Linked DNA regions of Oryctolagus cuniculus: region 2 is linked to region 1. Evidence: chromatin contacts called from public Hi-C data. All regions are on one chromosome and are shown on one strand. The core of a region is the stretch at or near the end of the contact, and the rest is flanking DNA. Distances in the headings are between cores, read along the strand shown. Region 1 overlaps RNLS (renalase, FAD dependent amine oxidase). Region 2 holds the start of KLLN (killin, p53 regulated DNA replication inhibitor).

What was found. Hi-C and Micro-C count contacts between places; a contact is called where the count stands out from the background.
Region 2: a contact with region 1 is called in a Hi-C map of psoas muscle, with 18 times the contacts expected there. The contact joins the promoter of KLLN here to the enhancer-like site in region 1. A contact is called at or near these places in 6 of 6 Hi-C or Micro-C datasets (ear pinna, embryonic fibroblasts, liver and 3 more).

What each region holds. Positions count from the first base shown.
Region 1 is chr15:42,264,178-42,268,081 of mOryCun1.1, forward strand. The region is part of intron 4 of RNLS (renalase, FAD dependent amine oxidase); the gene reads left to right. Among named protein-coding and RNA genes, the nearest start is that of LIPJ, 210 kb to the left of the region's middle. Within about 2 kb of position 2,559, at least 2 of the 8 cell types and tissues checked have an H3K27ac peak or open chromatin away from gene starts, as enhancers often do.
Region 2 is chr15:42,815,637-42,819,197 of mOryCun1.1, forward strand. It overlaps KLLN (killin, p53 regulated DNA replication inhibitor), which reads left to right and starts at 1,436. Exons shown (of 3, transcript XM_051823328.2): 1 at 1,436-1,462; 2 at 1,464-1,676; 3 at 1,678-3,561. The coding sequence starts at 1,436. The coding sequence ends at 1,911. The region is part of intron 2 of PTEN (phosphatase and tensin homolog); the gene reads right to left. It also overlaps the pseudogene LOC138845351.

The sequences.
Region 1 (3,904 bases), core at 1,309-3,808:
TGGTAATTGCATCACTCCATTTGACCTAATGAATAAAATACCTAGTTATTCAGGTGTTATGAAATGTGGTGGCTCCTGACATTCATTCTAGTAGTTTTGGGATTTCACACTATTATATCATTGCCCTTTCCTTGCAGCTTCTGCATGCTGTATCGCCAAATCTGCAAGCATATATTTTGAGGCATGTATTTCCTGCAGTCTTGCAATAGCAACAGCATCCTGCTTATAGTTGTAGACATTTATATTTAAAGTTATCCCATTTCATTTCAAAGAGGGATTCTCACTAGAGACTTAGCTTTTAAAATTTCGGAAGTTTATTCCACCAGAGGGCACCATGGTAAGCTTCACTAAGAGATCTGCCATCATTCAGCTAAGAAGTCCCCAAAAATCAGAATGTTGAAACAGATCATTGCCATTAAAACAGCAGTAACTTTGACAAAGACATTGATCTCATGATGGTTTTACAATATCTATAGAATGATTATTTTTTTCTAAGGGATGTTAATCACTCAGAGGAATAACTTTGACAAATCAAAGATGGATAACAAACATTGTATGCATTGTGTGAGCTCTGCAAATTGTCAACAAAACAGCCTGGTTCTGGCTCCAAAAGTGAATGAAAGTCTTTTGAATCCCAGGAAGAAAGCCAATATCATGCTCACTATGTGCTGATATACCTATGCTTAGTAAAGCTCCAGTGTCAAGGTGGATCTCAATTATTTACTAACAGACTTTGAGAGTGAATTTATACCACCCTCAACTCCCAAAGCAAACCAAATTATATTCCTTTTTCCAAAAGTTTCCACAGAACTTCCTAAGTGATGGCAGCTGTATCAGAGCTTACAACTCTAACAAGCATTAACAAACAATAGGATAGAAACAGCAAATAAGGTTTCTCCATGTAGATGACTCTTAGCTGTTAAGATGCAGAGTATGTTGATGTTCTGCTATTCCTTCATTCATTTGTGTCAACAAAGTTATGGAATGCCTCCTGTGCACTACTGATGAGGGGCCTGACGGAGAGAAACGGAGCTGGATGATTCACAAAGGGAAGACACATGAAAAGATGATAAACAGGAATCAAATAAAAATACATAATTTCAGATTGAGAAATCTCAGGGAGTTAATAAAAAGGTACTATGAGAGACTGAAGGAGAAATCTCACTCCAGCTTTTATTGGTGTAGATTACGTAGATAAGAAAAAGAGCAGCTATGTGATGACATGGAGATAGGGAGCAGCAAAATGGAAGGCTGTTCATCTGAAAAGAGTATAGTGCATTGATAACTAAAAGGAGGCCTCCACGGCTAGAGGAGTGAGTCACAAGCAGATTGAGGCAAGGTAAACTGGGGCCAAAGGATGGGGTTTTATTCTAAAGGCAAGTTTAAAGCAAGATGTTATGGTTCAGAGAATAAATCTGAAGGAAAGGAGACAAGAGTCAGGGAAGAGAGGATGCAAAACACCAGTCAAGTAGTCTAGGAAGCTATTAGAATGGCTCAGGAGGAGAAAATGATGATGATTGTGGGTATAAACAGAAGTAGCCTGACTCAAGACAGGAAAGGAATCTGCAGGACTGTGATCACCTAGTGCTGAGCTCCCAGCTCAAAACACAACCCTCATTTGTACCATGACTGTCTCCTCGTAAATACCTGTAGAGAGGTATTCTGTGTTTGCTTTTTTTTTTTTTTTGGCCAGGCAGAGTTAGACAGTGAGAGAGAGAGAGACAGAGAGAGAGTTATAGACAGAGAGAGACAGAGAGAGAAAGGTCTTCCTTCCGTTGGTTCACTCCCCTAATGGCCGCTATGGCTGGTGTTTCGCCGATCAGGAGCCGGGTACCTCCTCTCGGTCTCCCAAGCGGGTGCAGGACCCAAGCACCTGGGCCATCCTCCGCTGCCCTCCCGGACCACAGTAGAGAGCTTGACTGGAAGAGGAGCAACCGGGACAGAACTGGCGCCCCAACCAGGACTAGAACCCCAGGGTGCTGGGGCCTCAGGCGGAACATTAGCCAAGTGAGCCACGGCGCGGGTCTGTGTTTGCATTTTTAAGGTCTGTGGTCACAAAAGGTAGGGATTCCTTCACCTTCTTCTGATCTCTCACTAAACTGCAGGCTGTTGTGACTTGTGATCTTTTTTTCTATGATCAAAGAATTTGCTGTTCACTGTCTCAAAGGGCAACTCAAAAGCGTTATCTCCATTACACCTGTGTCACATTGAAAGTGTTGGATTTGTAGCTAGAAGACCTTGGCTATTTTTCTTACTAGCTGGATGACCTGGAACATGCTATTTAATTTCTAGGAGTCCCTAGGTTTTTATGAAGACAATATCAAGGATTATATGTAAAAGTATATTGTAAACTGCAAGCAGTTTACATAAGTAGATATATGCTATTCTTGTTCTCAGCTCAGGCACCACCTCTATTACAAATAAGATGCCATTCATTTTTGCCCTGTTCTCTTCCCTTTTCTTCTTGCCTGCTTCTAATATCTCATGTCCCTTCTGCCACATAAATTTGCTTTCCTGAAAAAGCCTGGTTATTTGGAGACATCATCAGCAGCCAATCAGAGCTCACCATTCCTTCTGGCTTGTAAGCCAATCAGATGTAAGCTCCAGGTCTCTTTTCAATGTTGCTAGGGCTTCAGGTCTACTTCTGAAAGCTGACTTGCTTTTTGCTAATATTCATTCTCTCTCTCTCTCTCTCTCTCTCTTCCTCCCTGCCTCCCCCCCCCCCCCCCCCCCCGCCTTTCTCCATCCCCAACCTCTCTTCTAGATTTGGAACAATTCCAAATACGTAAACCTTCCGGAAGTTTGGATTATGGATAAGCAAGGTTTGACTGTGTATTTTTTCCCTTGAGAAATAGAGGCCAGCTCTTCCATGTTCAATATTGAAATAAGTGTTTTAGCAGCTTAATGTCCCTTGGCTACATAAAATGTAGTTTTGTTTACCGGAGATTTTTGGTCTACAAATTGACTTCTATTCAGATGGACTAGAGCATAAACTGGCATTAAATTTGACAGTGAAACATCATATCACTTGAGTCTGTTACTGGGCTTTTCAAAATATGTGTAAAATATTTTAAAGCTCTTCCAGTTTTTAACTGATGACAGAAGATGATAAAGGCAATTATGGTTATTCTGCTCCTGTTTCTTGAACTTTCAGTGTTAGGATTATAGAGAAAACTCCAGTGATTTTGGTATGGGTGCCTCATCACTAAGTGGGTGTCCTTTCCGTACAACATTGTGTTTATCTAGGGAAACTAATTAATATGGGAATGATGGCTAGAAACCCTCCCTTTTCAGAGGATCCGAGGAGGGTCCATCTTTAAATGCTCTGTAGCTGGGTATATTAGGAAGATTCCCTTAACACAGAACAGCTCTGTCTTCCAAAAGCCTAAGACGTTTGATAAGGAAAAATAACTAACAAGTTATGCTTTTCTCATAACCTTTGCTACCTACTTAGAAACTGAAATAGTACAAGAATTCGCAGTTTAAAATGACCAGAGAAGTGGCAGAAAGCCAGAATTCTGTCAGGAGAGGCTTAGAAAAGCTTAATGATTAACAAATGGGTCACTGCCTTCAGGCTGTGACCTTCAGAATTAACCAATTTTAGCCTTTTGGATATGTTCCTTCAAGTCCCTGAGTATCAAGAACAAAACAATAATACTCCCTAATGGCATATTACCACCCATCCAAATAAAGGACCCTTAGCAGCCCAGGTTGCAGCGAGTAGCCTTTCGGATAGCCTGGAGTTGGTCCCTAACACATTATTCACAACTGTTAAATCATTTTTTTTTGTTAGAGTTTAGGGAAGGTCCTATGCACTACCACATATCCTGCAGGTGAAATGTACGAAATTCGGTTAACATGGTAACGGCTCTAAAAATACCTAGGCTACAGTTTAACCACAGAG
Region 2 (3,561 bases), core at 186-2,685, 550 kb after region 1:
CGCCGCCGCCGCCGCCGCCGCCGCGCCTCAGCCGGCTCCCGCCTGAGCCCACGGCTTCCACCTTCCCTCGCAAGAAAAGCCGAGGAAGAGGCTGCACGGTTAGAAGAGAAGACGAAGAGGAGGCGAGAAACGCCGCCGCTGCCGCCGCCGCAGGCCGGCCGGCTCCCGGAGGGCGCTGCCCCCGCGGCTGCTCACAGGCGCTGAGAGGGGCTCTGGGCCGCGGCCGCCGCCGTCTCTCATCTCCCTCGCCTGAGCCGGGCCTAGCCTCACAGCGGCTCAACTCTCAAACTTCCATCATGGCTGCAGCTTCCGAGAGGAGAGAACTGAGCGCAGCCGCGTCCCAGCGCCCGGGCGCGTATCCTGCCGCAGTGCACAAAGAGTCCCGCCACATCACCGTCGCCGGCCTGCCCGCCCCCTCCGCCGCCGCCGCCGCGCCGGGAGCCGGGCCGCCTCGGGAGCCCGAGGGGAGGCGGGGGGCGAGCTGGAGGCGGACGGGACCGCGCCGGGGGAGGGGAGGGCTGGGCCGCGCCGGGGTGGGGTGGGGGGCGGGGGCGGCAGCTCCAGGTGCGAGCGCAGGGCCCCCAACCTGCTGGTGCTATTGAGCATGCCCAGTGTGACTGCCTGGGGCTCGCTCGGGCTTGTTCCGAGGCGCCCGCCCGTAGCTGCACTTGCCGCGGCTGCTCCTGCAGCAGCTCGGGGCGGGGGAACGAGCTCAGCCTCGGCCTCTGCCCGGACACCCGGCCGGAGCCAGGGCAGACTGCGGCGGGGCGGCGTGGGGGCGGAGGAAGGTGGATGATGAAAACTGAGACTGGTGCGTTGAGCGGTGTCGCCGACTGCAGTGTGAGGTTACCTGTGCACAGGTGGACCGCGCGGGTCAGTATCTAGGGAAATGCCGCGAGGACACCCCTCCCCCGCCATGGCGTGCGAACGCACGCACTCCGTTTGTCCCGCTGTGGACGATCGCGGCGGTTCGCAGGGATCTCACTGTCGCAGCCTCTGCCTAGAGCGCCCGCGCCGCCGCCGCCGCCGCCGCCCCCGGGTCCTCAAGGTGTCAGCCTCAGCACAAAGAACGACCCCCTATTGTGTCTCCGGCGGCGCGTCTCGCCTCATCCGGCTCCAGTCACCGCCCCACCTCTCGCTGCCCCAGCTACTCGGTTCATTTGCCCGAAAAGCGAAAGCTCTCAGCCGGGCGCGCTAGAGTGCACACGTCGCCCCCCGCCCCGAATTCCCAGGGCCCGAGGGCCTCCTGCCTAGGCCGCCTTAAAGAGGATCCCCGTGAGCGGGACGCACCCCCACAGCTCCCTCCGCGGCCCCCGGAGAGCTGAGCATCTGTCCCCTCAGGCTCCGGGTCCGTTCGCGGCGTCGAACTCGAGCTCGGTCCTCAGAGGCTGCCTCGCCCCGCCCACTCTCCGGGCCGCTGAGAAAACCTGGCACGATGAATCGCCCGCGGCCAGCTTCCGCGCTCGCCGGGCCGGCCGGTGCACGCTGGAGGCCCAGGTTGCCGGCCCGGGCGCGGCGTTCAGGACGGTAGGAAGCGGCAGCCCCGCGAGTGGGCGGGGCGAGGAGCCCTAGGAGGGTTCAAAAGGGGGTGGAAGGATACCCGAGCCACCGTCGGAACTACTTTCAGGAAGGGGTCACGTGTGCTCCGAGTTGGGGAACTTTCCAAATTCCCACTCCTCCAAGCGTAGCTCCGGAGGCAAGTGCTTCGCCAGCTACGCTCGGGGTGCTCCCGCCTGGCGCGGGCAGCACCCCCACACCCTCCCAGGCTGCAGAGGGACGGGGTTGGGGATGGCCAGTGGAGCCTCCACAGGATCGCTGTCTGGGCTAGCTGCTGGGCAGGCACCCCCATCCAAGCACGTGCCCCCGCTCCCGTGCACCGCTGCTCTCACCCTTCTGCTACCCACGGAGTGAGCTCTCTCTGCTGTGGATTGACAAGCACTGCTTGTTCTCAACCGTGGGAAAAGGGGCCGGGCCCGAGGGATCTGGCGCATCTCCCTCGTTGGTTGGGGTGAACCCTCTGGTTCCGTGCTGTCGGGGCCAAAGGCTCGTTCCCGCTGCGCCTGCTGCTTGGATTGCAGGTGTTGCAACAAACTTTTGAGTCGCTACCCCTGCACTGGTGAGCACGCCCCACCTACTGTAGACTCAGCCAAGTGCCTTATCTGGTCTAGTCCTTGGCCGTATGCCCAGAACAAACCTGTCAAGTCTTTCTGCAGCCCCGTGGTTGACCTATCCAGTGAGTGAGCTGGTTCACAAATGCTTAGACCTAGAGCGCCTCCTCAACCCCCTCCCCAAAATACGCACATCAGTCAGCTTCAAAATGAGAAGGGGCGTCAACCAACACCAACCTACGAATTTTTTTTTCTCTCTTTCATTTCCCCCCACTCTCCTCCCACCCCACCCGGCGCCCCGCTCCAGGAAAGTAGAATTCCAGGGGAAAATTTGAGTTCAGAAGTATCTGACTTAGACCAGGCTGAAGCCCTAGGTTGTTTTTTTCTTTTTCTCTTTTTTTCTTTTTTTTTTTTTTTTTTTTTTTTTGACATCTGAGAAAATGGGAATCAGTTGGCACATGTGTTGTGATAAATGGTGAGTAGATACCTAGAAAGGTCTAAAGCCGAGTTTTCTTGTGAGGAAGATTGTAAATGTGCACATCATCATTACAGGCAGCCCCTGAAGACTAGAAACCTCAGGAGGCCCAGCTCAGAGAGCCACAGGCCATTACCTAACTCCAGGACTGCTAATTAAACCGGGGATATTTAGGGACCTCTGAGGCTACATAAAACTGCATTTATATACAACATCCTTTTAAGATAGCACTGCAGGAGTTAGCAACCCGCTGAAGCCTCGGTGCTGGTATTTATTGGAGACTGGTTTTGTGCATGCTTCTGGTCAGCTCCAGGGAGGCAGGGATCCTAAGTGGAAAAGGAAATGGAGAGTAATCTGGAAAGAAGAAAAAGGCTTCCTTTGGTTTCCAAAGATGGAAACCCTGTCCACACAACCTAGTGTGAGCTAGAGATTTCTTTATTTTACAAATAACCTGGGCTAAGGAGTCCCTGATGTTTAGGTATTGCATGGTAAAAAGGAGAGCTGTGCTCAATGGGTATCAACTGCTGCTTGGGAGGAAAAGGGGAAATGAAGACACAGTTAAATGAGGGGAGGTAGATTGCGGCTGGTTAAGTGTTCCACATTTGTTTCTCAGGTTGCCTGTCTCTGTCCCCAGAGTACCTGCTATTAGCACTGCTCTACTCTGCCTCTCCCCTGGAGCCTACCCTGGTGGTGATTAGTCTCACAGCGTCTGCTTCCTTGCAAGAAAATGAAACAGGGTTTATTTCTATCTTTGCTGGTAATGTCGGGCTTCAGGAGAGAGGATCCTCTTTGATTCCCACGACCCAGAGTTATTCTGAAGTGGAGAGGAAGTGCTGGAATATGAGACAAGCCTACAAGCACTTCCAGCTGAAGGGAAGTGGAAAATGGGTTTTGCTGCTTCTCTGAGTATCAGGTCCCTCTGCTTCTCTCTAGTGGTGAATGAAAGGATCACCGATGTTGGCAGTTATTTCAGTATCC